2 separate regions of the Rattus norvegicus genome follow, and region 2 is linked to region 1. Evidence: chromatin contacts called from public Hi-C data. All regions are on one chromosome and are shown on one strand. The core of a region is the stretch at or near the end of the contact, and the rest is flanking DNA. Distances in the headings are between cores, read along the strand shown. Region 1 overlaps Mns1 (meiosis-specific nuclear structural 1). Region 2 overlaps Rfx7 (regulatory factor X, 7).

What was found. A called contact is a pair of places that touch in the nucleus more often than the background predicts.
Region 2: a Hi-C map of psoas muscle shows a contact between it and region 1, with 2.8 times the contacts expected there. The contact joins two enhancer-like sites. A contact is called at or near these places in 8 of 12 Hi-C or Micro-C datasets (the A7r5 cell line, the Rat2 cell line, Schwann cells and 4 more).

The regions. Positions count from the first base shown.
Region 1 is chr8:82,037,699-82,044,559 of GRCr8, forward strand. Mns1 (meiosis-specific nuclear structural 1) reads left to right here. Exons shown (of 10, transcript NM_001007752.1): 4 at 170-272; 5 at 2,574-2,803; 6 at 3,256-3,472; 7 at 3,557-3,664; 8 at 6,589-6,846. Among named protein-coding and RNA genes, the nearest start is that of Mns1, 12 kb to the left of the region's middle. Within about 2 kb of position 4,118, at least 5 of the 93 cell types and tissues checked have an H3K27ac peak or open chromatin away from gene starts, as enhancers often do.
Region 2 is chr8:82,199,694-82,206,554 of GRCr8, forward strand. Rfx7 (regulatory factor X, 7) reads left to right here. Exons shown (of 9, transcript NM_001127490.2): 5 at 4,625-4,741. Among named protein-coding and RNA genes, the nearest start is that of Nedd4, 62 kb to the right of the region's middle. Within about 2 kb of position 3,093, at least 5 of the 93 cell types and tissues checked have an H3K27ac peak or open chromatin away from gene starts, as enhancers often do.

The DNA of each region.
Region 1 (6,861 bases), core at 2,868-5,367:
TAAGGCTTGAGGGCTAAGCTTTACAATGTCCATTAAATGAGGTGAGTTAACTGTGGACTTGACGGTTCCAGTTGTTGTACCTTCTTTGAGTAAATAAGAATTTACCGAACGTTCTGTGAAACTAAATTCTTTTATTGTCCTTTAGTTTAAAGTTGCGTTTCCCCCACAGTATTGAGCTCAGAGAATTGGAGCAGAAACTGAAAGCGGCTTACATGAACAAAGAGAGAGCAGCCCAGATTGTTGAGAAGGACGTCATCAAGTACGAGCAAATGGTAACGCGGACTCTGGTCTCTGCAGTCCTTTGAGCTTTGTTAGGGACTAGGCAGGCCAGGTTCTGAGAGCAGCCGCCCCTGTGAAGAACCTGCTTGGCCAGTTCCCCAAACCATAATGTTTAGACCCTAAGGTGATTTCCACTGTGTCTGCTGGAACACTGAAGCCCTCGGGCCCAGGTAACTCCCGCATCCACTGTTCCTGAGCCTACTCCATGACAAGCTAACTAGACAAACTGTCTGCATGCTCTCCACTGTTTACTTATGAGTATGTATAGCCTGGCAGTGTACACAGAGCTTTCCTGTTCAATCCACACCCTTTCCCTGGGCTCTCCGTCCATCTCATTTTCTAACTCGTATTCGGTAGTAACCTCTTTCCCCTGGGTTTGTGTAACTCTTGAGGGGAAGGTTGGTCCCAGGGTGAAGTTTCAGGAGCTGCGCCAGCAGCAGTGCCATGCACTGTGAAAATAAGGTTTGCTAAGTTAACACATAAAACTAAGGTGCATGGCATCTTAGCCATCACCTTGCTCATTCACACAGAGAAGCCAAACAGTTACATATGAATGTATGGTTATACATGTAGGTTATGGATACTAACAAACATTTATACACATAGTATTATAGACATAGTAACAACAATATTTAACCAGTGTGGTACAGTTGAGAGCTCATAAGAATAGGCACAGGCTACTCTAGGAGATTCTAACACAGTGGTTCTCAGCCTTTCTAATGCTGCAACCCTTTAATACAGCTCCTTGTGTTGTGATGACCCCCAACCATAAGATTCTTCCATTACTTTATAACTGTAATTTTACTACTGCTACGATGTAAATGTTAATGCACTGTTAATATAAATGTCTGATATTTAGGACGTCTGATATACCACCCTGAGAAAAGGTCGCTGGACTACCCTGAAAGGGAATCACAACGCACAGGTTGAGAACCACTGTCGTAGAACACACTGCTAACAGCAACAGCCTAAGGAAGATGGGGAGACTGAACTGTACAGTCCCGTTTGTCCAGTGATAGCATAGAACATAATGTACAGTTTGTCTGTTCTGGGTTTGCAGTTTTGATTACTCTGATAGATGAGGCCACTGGAGACATTGACTCCAGAAATTGCTACTGTCTTCTAGATCAATCAAAATTGACTCACGAAGTTAGAGCCATACTCCTAGGACTTGACGTAAATAGAGGATATCTATGTACTCATTAGGTTTGCTTTGTTTTGTGTGTGCGTGTTTGCTTGCCTGTCTACATGCACCACATGCATGCAGTGCTCATATGGCCGGAAGAGGGAATTGGGCCTGCAATGGTAGTGAGACCCAGGTATGTGAAGTGCTGTTACAGACTGAGCTCTCTCCAGCCTTAGCTAGTTTTCTTATTTATAAAGTTAGAGCATTGCGCTTCTGTAAGTCTGTGGGATCTATGTACATTTTGTGTTATCATACGTATTATTCTAGAAGAACATAATACAGCATGAGCAAAGGTAAGAGAACTTGTGGTTAACCTGATAACCAGCCATGCATGATACCATGAGCTTTAGGAATGACTGCATTTGTCTTCCAGTCTGCTCCCTCTTTTTCTTTGCTGCTAACTGTTCCTGCCGTTGAGATGCAGTCACAACAGATAAGGGTAGTTTCCAACATTGCTCCAGTGTTTAAGCTTACTCAGTTTTGAACGTGCTGAAATGAAGCATGGGCCTCTGAGCTTAGAGAAAGGCTGTCGTCTGTAACTCGGGGTGGCACTTGATGAATGAAACTGAAAACGAGAGAGAGCAGCCACAGTGATGTGTGTGACCTTTTCAGTGGAAATCACCACACTGGGACTAATAAATAACAGAGAAGGGCGTGTGGGAGCAAAGAGCTGCACTGGGTGAACTGGAGAGTGGCTCAGGGTCCTTGGAAAACGATGGGCAGGAGGGCATTCAACAGCAGCTGATCAACAGTGCTTTAGAAACAGACACTCTGGCGATCAACTTGCAGAGGAAGCAACGGTTTGGTGACTGAAGTAGTTAAAAACAAAATACTTAAACCTTTACTTTGTATTTTCTGAATGTGGATTTTATTATCCTTGCCAGGCGTTGTCCTAAGAGCTTCTAGAAAGAGTAGGAACACAGGTGCACCCCTTTAGGATCTGACTCCTCATCCACACCCTCCAGCTTACAAAGACTAACTCTTGCCTCCTGCTTAATAGATAGAGAATATTTACATAGCAGATTTCTGAGAGTCCAACTGTTTATAGTGCTTTAATAAACTGTGTCCACTCCTGAACATGGAAGGGTCAATTTTGTTTCAATGCTAGAAACGTGATGCGGAGATAGAAAGAATCATGATGGAGGAGCACAAGAGGCTACTGAAGGAAGAGAATGTCAAGCAAGAGAAGCGGGACAAGGAGAGGGCCCAGTACTACGTGGACCTGGAGAAGCAGCTTGAAGATCAAGAGAGGAGGAAGCAGGAGGCGTATGAGCAGCTGCTGAAGGAAAAACTCATGATAGATGAAATTGTCAGAAAGATCTACGAGGAGGATCAACTGTAAGTCCACCCGAGGACAAAGCCCACTGAGCCGCCCACCCCCGGTGTGTGCTCGCTCAGTGTGAGCTCTGTCATGACTTGTACAGCTCTTCCTTACCTTGGTCAGCATGACTAGTAATAGGTGATCTGAAAGACAGTAGATGTGTAGGTTGTGAATGACCTGAAACATCTCATGTGTGTTCTGTAGTCTCATCTCTCAGAACACGTTTTCTGTTGGCTTTCCTTGGCATACAGCTTAAGTACAGAATGCTGTATGACTTCTGTGGACAGACTGCCACCTTTCTGAAATGAGATGCTTGAAAGGTCACCCTTAGAAGAGAGCCCAGCAGTGTTCCTGGAAAGTCCACACGAGAAAGTGTGTTGTACTTGTGAATCAACAGACTCCGAACAGCTTATTTTTCATTATTTTATTATTTCTGTAACTATAAACCATTCTCCTGATTGCTTTTTAGGGAAAGACAGCAAAAATTAGAAAAAAGGAATGCAATTCAGAAGTACATTAAAGAATTCCAGAGGGCACAAGACCTCTGGAGACAGAAGAAGCGCGAGGAGATGGAGGAAGAGAACAGGAAAATCTTAGAGTTTGCAAAAATACAGGAGCAAAGAGAAGGGGAGCGGATGGCCAGAGTCCAAGAGAGCGAGGAAAAGAGGGTCCAGCGGCAGAATTTGGTATAAAAGATCACTTTTTAAAGAGTGCTGAATTCCTGAACAGTGGCCCAGTCCGGGGTTTCTAAACATGTGTTTTATTAACAGCTGATCCAGAAGCTGGAGGAAACACTGCGGCAGCGTGACGACCTAGAGCGAGTGAGGCAGGAGCTGTACCTGGAGGAGTACGCCGAGTTCATCAAACTGAAAATGAAAGTGAGTCTCCAACGGGAGGGGTGCTGAGGGAAGGATAGACTTGAGGTGAAGCTGCAGGAGGACAGCACAGTTACTCAGCCACGGTGGTGACTGCACTGTGTGTGAACAACATCAGCATTGCTTGGAAGACTTAAGTCCTCCAACTTGACAAAAACAGAGCGTCTGAAGGGCATGATGCAGCTGGGTCAGTCACAGTCCACACGGCTTAAATGAGCGCATGTGCAAGCTCAAACAAGATGGAGGACACAGTTCAGCTGCCAAGCAGACGGGAGTGTGTATGTTAATGAGGCAAAGTCAACTTTGGGACAGGGAAGTTTGTAGTCAAATTCATCCAGGAACATGCCATAATCCTAAGGATGTGATAAAGGAGATGCTCCTCTATCATTAATAATCCCCAGGAATAGTACTCTGCCTAATGACAGCCGGGACAGCTGACGCAGCCGATGGTAAAGAGACTCCACCCAGCAAACAGCAGCACAGTACAGATCCCATCCATCCACACAATACACACAGACCGGCTCCTAGAACACAAAGTAACCTCTATAAATTCACAAGATTTTAAGTCATTTCAAATGTTTTCTCACTACAGTAAAGAATCCATAATAAAAATGACTATACGGTCCTTAAGTGTACCACAATGAAACCATGTATTTCTAATAAGCAATGAGCAAAAGAAAGATACTTCAAATTGAATGATAATAATTTTTAAAATATGTGGGACACAGGAGAGGTTAGTGGAAAGTATTATCTTTACAGTTTTAGAAAGGAATAGTTAAAAGCTATGATCTTGTGTTTACACGTGTAATTCTAATAATGAAAGTAATGAATGTAATTCTAGTAATGAAAATAGCCTTCATGCCCATCAGCTGATGGGTATGTAAACAAGATACAGCATGTGAGCCTTTAATGGTACTAAGAAGTACTTGAGAATGCTCTGTGAATGGATGACGCAAATGGAACTTTGTGAGGTCAGCTGCTTTCCCAAGGCAGCCATCTCTGGAAATGCATTCCCTTTGTCCTTTGGAGACAGCTGTGGGGCACATTTGTGAGAGCTTAGCTTAACTGTGCTGGCAGCTTCTCCACAGTCGGTGGAGAGCTCTGGCAGCAGGAATCAGACCTCTCTAACCACCCCTCACCAACTGGGAAATCACTGATGGGTGATCGCTCCTTCTGTCCTTCCTAGGGAAGGTCCTGAGACACAGCTTCAGTGAGCACAGTGTAACCGTCTTCCCAGCATGCCCTGGGCTGACTTTTCTTTTTTCCTGCTATTTCTGCTACATTCTGTTCCTTACTGCTGTCTCTATACTACAATACCTATCTGTACACATGTCCTTGTTTAAGGCTGTGATACTGGCAGACTCTAGAAAGTTACTGGGGTCAGAGTGACTGTACAGCAAATGATTTGAAGGTTTCAAGACCATGGAACAGGTTTTGGAACTCAAGAAAGGGCAGGAAATGTGGTAACCTACAGTGCTAGTAACTAGTGTATTCTTTATGCAGACCCAGCAGAGGGTGTGTGGACATTTTTACAGTAAAAACATTTCCCTCTTCCCTCTTTTTTTTTTTTTTGCAAGATGTCTTCACTGTTGAATAAAAATTTTGAATAGGTGGTAGATTCCCAGTATTGCATATGTGCAGATAGATAGATGGATGGATGGATGGATGGATAGATAGATGATAGATGGATAGATAGATGATAGATAGATGATAGATAGATAGATAGATAGATAGATAGATAGATAGATTTAGTACTATATAAAGCACATTACTCTGTGCAGATGTCATAAACTCAAGAGGCATTCAGACTAAAATGTCACAAACGAAACTGTTCTTCAAGCCCTGATGTCTGTATAATTACTTGGCAAGTAAGTACAGAGTATGCAGTATAAACCATCGTGTGCCCAGACATAAAACTATGTGTTTAAGGGGCCCAACTGCTCTCAGGAGGGCTGAGTAGGGCGCATGCACATGGAGTGGAGAGAAGGCTGGTTCAACTGCTGGGATGTTAGGTGCGCGTGGGCACTGGCTCCCAGGGCTGGCGCTGGGACTGGGCCAGGATGATTAGATGAGAGAATGGGAGTGAATGTGCGTAGTTCCAGGTGAGCAGATGGATGACAGAACAAGAACGGCAAGCTGCAATTAGTAGAATCTAGCTGTTAGGAATGTGGATGCTTACTATAAAAGTTTTTACATTTTTTTGTATATGTGTTTAGAAAATAAAAGCTTACAGAAGAGGAATTTAGTTGTGCTCAGTACATTTCTATTTTTCTGAAAAACTTCTAACTTCGTTACTAGATGGCTGATTTTCTTTTTAAAACTATGTTGCAGTTTTGGGAGTGTTTTGTTTGTCTTGCTTTGAGAATTATTGGAGAGTTGGAAACTAGAATGGGTACATGCAGCTTTGATGTCACAAGGTGAAGAAGTTGGTGTGGACAGATGACAGGATTGTCCTTGGTTCAAGATCAGTAAACTTGGGTGTGTGCAAAGGCTTTCATGGTAGCTCCTTTCAAGGTAGTTACATGTCAATTCTGAAGCTAGAAACCGGATGGCACCTGTATAGAACTTAAATTTTATAATCGATGAGCACCATGTTACAGAAGCAATAACTAAGAGCACTTGCTGCTCTTGGAGAGGGCCAAGGACCTCTGACTCCAACTCCAGGGCATCCCGAAGCCTCTTCCGGCCTCAGTGCACAGCTGGGCCAGCGGGTGGGCTGGGGTGTACCATGAAAAGGCTTGATTCCATAGTTATTCTGCAGCGTCCCCAAATTCTGCCTTATTATTTGTCTTGTTTCCTGAGACAGCATCTCACTGTAGCCCAGGCTGTCCTCAAGCTCCTGCTCCTCCTCCTGGCTCCCTCTAGCTTAGATTGCCCTCCCATGAAAATGCAGGGACACACTTAATCCTGGCTTCATCACTGTGCAGGAAGAAGTGGAGCAGCGACTCAGGAAGCAGAGGGACAGGAAGCAAGACTTTAAAGACCAAATGGCACTGAGGGAAGTATTACTACAGGCTGCAAAAGAGGAGGAAGAGGCCTTTAAGAAGGCCATGCTGGCCAAGTTTGCTGAAGATGACCGCATAGAACTCATGAATGCCCAGAAACAACGGATGAAGCAGCTGGAACACAAACGAGCTGTGGAGAAACTCATCGAAGAACGGCGTAACCAGTTCCTTGCAGACAAAGTAAGGAAAGCGCTG
Region 2 (6,861 bases), core at 1,843-4,342, 160 kb after region 1:
GGCCATCTTACCAAAAGTAATCTACAGATTCAGTGCAATCAATCCCCAACAAAATTCTAACTCAGTTCTTCACAGAGATAGAAAGAGCAATTCTCACCTTTATATGGAATAACAAAAAAACCTAGGATAGTGAAAACGGTTCTTAACAATAAAAGAACTTCTGGGGGAAATCACCATCTCTCACTTCAAGCTATATTATAGAGCAATAGGGATAAAAACAGCATGATATTGGTACAGAAACAGGTCAATCAGAGGAATAGAATTGAAGACCCAGAAATAAAGTCACACACCTATGGTCACTTTGATCTTTGACAAAGAAGCCAAAACCATAGTGGAAAAAAGAAAGCAACTTCAAAAAATGGTCCTAGTCTAACTGATGGTCTGCATGTAGAAGAACGCAAATCAATCTATTTTTATCCCCTTATGGAAAGCTCAAGTCCAAGTGGATCAGGGACCTCCACATCAAACCAGATACACTGAATCTAATAGAAGAGAAAGTAGGAAGTAGCCTCAAACACATTGGCACAGGGAAAATTTCCTGAACAGAACACCAATGGCTCAGGCTCTAAGATCAACAACTGACAGATGAGATCTCATGAAACTAAAAAGTTTCTGTAAGGCAAAGGACATTGTTAATAGAATAGAATAGCAACCTACAAGTTGGGAAAATATCTTTACTAACCCTACATCTGATAGAGAGCTTGTATGCAAAATATGCAAAGAACTCAAGAAGTTAGACTCCACAAAACCAAATCACCAAATTTAAAAATGGGATACAGAGCTGTTCAGATTTTTTTACAGCAACCCATTCGTTTTATTTCCCAGCTTCTTTTTATTCTTTCTGATAAGTGTATGGCTTACTGCTATTGTAATTTGCATGTAGTCTTAGACAACTCACAAAGCAAGATACTTGCTTATAATAATTTTTGACCACTTCTTTTCCCCATCCAATATCATATCCCCAAGGAGAAGGGCCTTTACACTAGGCAGTCTTTGGATCAACTTAGATATAGATCGCCATCTAGGTGGTCAGGCATGGTAATTATTTATATGTACAGTAACTTAACTCTGCTTCAAATAATTTTCATTAACTTCCAACAGAGCAGTCTTTTAGGCATATGGACCATTGTATAGTTACCTCAAATAAATCCAGTGAATTTCAAGAGTAACTGATTTTAATTTGATCTCTGCTTACTAATAACTAACTGCTCTCACCTTCTCAAGACCCAACCTAGAAGACACTCCTAACACAAGCCTGGGAACCAATATCCTTGGGGACAGTTGCCATCCCCTAAACTATACTGTGCACTCCAGCATTCCTGGGTATCTGGGACAAACACCAGAGCTGGTGTACATACCATGCCATAGGTGTGTGTCACTGTTCTGCTGTAGAGAGGGAGCAATGTGAAAAAAGATAGTTACTTACAGGTATATATCAGATACTTTCAGAGTTTCCTCTACAGTCTCAATGTATTGTTCCTTAAAAATGTTGAGGGGTTTCAAAAGTCAATTTTCTTTTACCAAATTTATCTTCCAGATTACCTTGCAAATGTAGTACTTGATTAACACTTCAAGAGAACGTTATCAAACCATATCTCTGTGGCTTCCCTACATGCTTTTTCAAGCTGACTATGTAGTTTGGTGGTCTGGAGTTCACTGTGTATACCAAGCTGACATAGAACCACCTGCCTCCTCTGCCTCCTAAGTGCTGGACTGACTTATTTTTTAAAAGATAAGAACAAATTTATTTATTTGTTCTATATGAGTACACTGTAGCTGCCTTCAGACACACCAGAAGAGGACATTGGATCTCAGATAGTTGTGACCCACCATGTGGTTGCTGGGATTTGAACTCAAGACTTCTGGAAGAGTAGTGCTCTTAACCACTGAGCCGTCTCTCCAGCCCCCTAAGTGCTGGACTTACAGCATGTGCTACCATGCTGTGTAGCTTCTCTATTTTTTAATTTGTTGCCATCAGTAATGCATGAGTAGTAAGACCCACTAAACTAGCAGTGTGAACAGGGTTAAAATCATTGCAACGATTTAATTAGAAAAATGATCATCTTAATAAAGTATCCTGCATAAATGGAGAAAAATTTCATAAAATTTTGGTTGCATCCCAAGTATCCAAGTGTGCTTAAAGCTTTTAATTAGTGTAAATATCTAATCTATAAGATATTTGCATTAGGTTAGGTTAGACTAAACTTCTTTGTATAAATTCTTATTTATAAATTTTCTAATAAAAACTTTTATCTTAAGGACTTGAGAAAAATGAAATAATACTTTTTTTTTTTTTTTTTTTTGGTTCTTTTTTTCGGAGCTGGGGACCGAACCCAGGGCCTTGCGCTTCCTAGGTAAGCGCTCTACCACTGAGCTAAGTCCCCAGCCCCGAAATAATACTTTTTATAAAGCTCTGAGTGGTATAAGATCTGGTCAGTTATCCTCTGACTACTTGCACCAATCTTCTCTGTGTTTTAACTTATTTTTTAATTATTTACTTTTACATTGTATAATTAATTATAAATGACATGACAAAGTAAAAAAGGCTTGAATTCCATGTGTTTTGAGTGACCTTTATAGTCATGTTAAATGTTAATTGTATTTCCAGTCTTTAAAGCATAATTTTAAATAAATAAATAAATAAATAAATAAATAAATAAATGAGAAAAAGACCAAATGATCTCATTTTAAGAATGTTAAGAGTTAGTTATTCTATAAACAGAACCTTCTTTGTTCTTTACCTTTCTATAACTGTAACCCAATGCTGAATTAGATGTTAATTAACACCAGATTTTGCTTGATGAGCCCTGCAGTTAAAGCAGGAAAATGAGATGGAAGCTAACCCTTATCTTCATTTGTCCCAGCAGGACCTGTGGCCTGTAATGTAGCCCTTGTTTCTAAATCATGGCTGCATGTACTCTATTAATTCTCCACAAGTTAGGATCATTGACTATTTACATTTTCCCTATAGGTAATAATAAAATGCTTTTTCTTTAAAAATTAAAACCACTGAACTCTAGATAGGCCACCTCACAGCAGAGCTGTCCTTATAAGGGAGGTACTCACATGAGGTAATGCACTATTTATAATTATGACGGTTTCTATGCATGACAGGAAGTTGAGCTATACAAACTGAATTCATTTCTAATTCTGAGCCTTCATGAAACTAAAGGGATACGAAGGTAAAGAGCGACTCTGGACCTTTGAGACTTCTCATTGCTCTTGTTGTCAGCCTTATTGGGGGAATACAGATGATCTCTAAAGTCTCTTTTAGTTCACATATCATGTTTTGAAGTTTTGTTTTAACAGGCTTATTTTACTTTATTATTCTTGTATAAAAACCCTTATGTGGTAGCCATAGCTGGAGCCTGAGTTCTTGAACAGAGACTCCAGTGTGGGTTTTAACAGGATGATCAGTGAATTCCTGATAAGGAGACTTGGTGGACACAGTCTTTTACAGAGGTCAGGTAGCTGTAGGTCTTGGAGATGGCATCAGATGTGGCCTTGGCAAAGTTGCCCAGGGTGGCAGTGTAGCTTCTAGCTGAAATGTAGTAGTCATCAATACCGGCCATCATCAGTAGCTTCTTGGGCACAGCAGCAGAGACAACGGCAGAGTTTCTAGGAGCATGGATGAGGTGTGCCAACACAGAGCTACAGTGGCCTGTCTCCTTGCATGGAACAGTGTGGAACTTGTCAATCTTGTTTCCTCTCTGCACAGGGATGATGAGAACTTGGCCAAGATGATGGCCACTCAGATGGCAGTGGCTACCTCCTTGGAGCACTTAATACCAAGACCAACGTGACCATTGTAGTCCCCAATAGCAGCAAAAGCCTTGAACCTTGGTGCTCTAGCTAGTCCAACCCTGCTTCTACACTGGCAGGATCTTTAGAACCTCGTCCTGTAGGGATGTGCCCAGGAAAAAGCCAATAATCTCAGATTTCTTAATGGTCAGAGAAAATAGGTCGATCTCCAGGGACTTAATTTCAGGTTCTTATCCAGGCAACCCAGCTTGGTGACAGGGGTCTACTCTTCAGCTTTACCTCCACCTGCCTAGACCATGACCCCTGCCTCTAGAAATTTCCACAGAAGCTCCAAGGCCTCCTAATCCTGGGCCTCTTAATGGGGGGAAAGAGGAGGAAGAGGAGACTGTTTTGAAGTTCTAAACCATCTTGTGGCATTAACTGTGATGTCTCACATTAATGATGTGAAACTGGAAGTAAGCTCTTCTCTGTGTATACCTGTATGTATGTACACACCTGTATGCATGTACACACCTGTATGTATGTACACACCTGTATGTATGTACAATTTATAGCCCTGCAGGATGGGCTTGCATGTACTCATTTAGGACCAGAGCTAGAAACTTTTTAGCAACATAGTGTCTATGTACAAATTTCATACAATTTCCCAGATCCCCTTGAAATCAGTGTTGTAGACCCATAGAGTAAGTCAAGCAAATTTAATCTGAATTTAACGTGCAGCTCCCCAGAGTGAGTGTTTATAAGTTGTCTGAATTACTGGAATATCCGTTGCTTCACGTTACCAAAAGTATATTGAGCTGACACCATGCTCTGTAATGTTGAATTCTGTCACCGTTTGAATTGGTCTCTCCTTCTTTTGCAGGAGCTATTGTGACAATCTTGGCTACCATCCATTAAGTGCTGCTGACTTTGGAAAAATCATGAAGAACGTCTTTCCAAACATGAAGGCACGCCGTTTGGGCACTAGAGGCAAATCTAAATATCCTTAATCAGAATGCTTCGGGAATCTCTTTTGGCCCATCTGCTAATGTAGTTCATCTAGCCACTACATTTAGAAATAAGCGCAAATCAACAAATAAACAGTGCAGAGTCCTTAGTAGAATAACTACAAAATTTATTTCCCCCACTGTTAACCAAACTACAGAAGAAATAGCACATGGTTTATAAGTTAAGATTCTGATAGATTTTACCTTTTTATCATTTTATTTAATTTTTATTCATATTTATGTGTATGATCCTGTGCACCTGTATATGTACCACATATGTGTACATGTGCCTCAGAGACCAGAAGGAGGTGTTGGATTCTCTGGAACTAGAGTTACAGGTGACTGTGAGCCTCAGAGTGTGGGTGCTGGCAACCCAGTCCAGGCTGTCTGTAAGAGCTGCAAGAGCTTACAATAGTGAGCCACCTTTGCTTTAGCAATAAAAAGTAAGAAATGAGGTATTTAGCAACTGTGAATTATCAGTAAAAGTGGAAAAAGATGTTAGTTTATCTTCCTTCCCTAACATGGGAATCTCCCTGGTTAAAAAATAATTATAATGTTAATATTACATTAAAAAATGTTCTTTTCTTGACTCCTTGGGAGTTGGGGATTTAGCTCAGTGGTAGAGCGCTTGCCTAGCAAGTGCAAGGCCCTGGGTTCGGTCCCCAGCTCTGAAAAAAAAGAAAAAAAAATGTTCTTGTCTTGTAATGAAAGACTAGTAGTAATTTTTTTTTTTTTTTGCAACCATTAGGACATAGAAAAGGCCCCTTTTTGTGTCTGAGAAATAATACATATGGCAAACAGAAGTAAGGGAATGAAAATTAAGAATTTATTACAGATTGACCTAAGTGCCCACCACAGGCTAGCCTATGACACCCAAGCACCTGCCCTGGCCACAATGGCCTGGGGTAGACAAAAGAAAGACCCAGCGCCTGCTGCTGGTACCACTACAGTAGAAGAATGTGTGATGGGGAGATGGAAGAAAGAGCAAGGCCAAGGGGTTCGTACATTGTGGGGAAAGTAGAACTAGAGACTCGAAGGTGGTAAGGAATAGGCAAATGTGTGGAGGCCACAGTGAGCTCCTTACCTGGGCTGCCCCCTAGGGCCATAGTCCTGCTGTAGCTGGGGTCTGCATTGAAATCTATGGTCCAGGTTACCACTAAAGCAGGATGTCCATGGTCTGCATTACCCCTGGGTCAGTGAGACATGCTGATCTCAGTGGCCTATCTTCCAGCAAGGAGGAAGCATGTCTGGGTCTGTGATACTTTGGCATTCCTGGCCCGTGTTGATGTCCTAGGCCAGTGTTACCACCAAAGCCCACGCAGGTGTCCCTGGTTTAGACTGCTACCAAGGGCACTGCTGAGTTGGCCCCACTCCTCACCAGCCCCTAGACTCGGCAGCACAGTAGAGCTGATCCTGAGGACATGGGAGCAGGAGAGTTGACCCTGCCCCTTGCAGGCTGTGGCATTGAATGTTGTAGCTAGGGCAATGCTGGAGAGCACTGAAGAGACTGGTGGGCTGACTAACTCAGCTACCTTCCAGGCCCAGTTCTACAGCTTTAAGTTGACCTAGCCTAACATCTACTTCATCTATGATCTACTGGAGCCCATGAAGGGGTACGTCCTTGCAGACTAAAAGCTGCAGGATCTCCCTGACACAGAGTTTCCGAAAGGAGTCCCAGTGAGGATCCCGTATTGATGATGTAGCAGAAACCAGAGGCCTCAAACCAGACCAATGACTCATTGCAATGAACATTTACAAGTAAAGATGTGTGGACAAAAGGTTATAGTATGGGACATTCTGTGACACACTACAGCTTCCACAGCAAGATTTTTCTCTTCTAGTTTTTTCAGGAAAGGTTGCAGGGGTGAAGGGTAGATACAATAGGACAAGGAGATGAGTAGATTGGGGTACATGTTGTTAAATTCACAAAGGATCAATAAAAAGTTAAAAAAAGAGAGCTTACTAAAGGTTTTACTGCTCCTAGAAGATTGTAGAGACTGTCTTTTATTAGAAACGCATCCATTTCCTCCTTGCTCAGCTCTTGGCCTTTTTAAAGCCTTAAGTTAGCTACTGTGGCAATGAGAGAAGAGGCAGTGAGCAGGAAGGCTGCTAT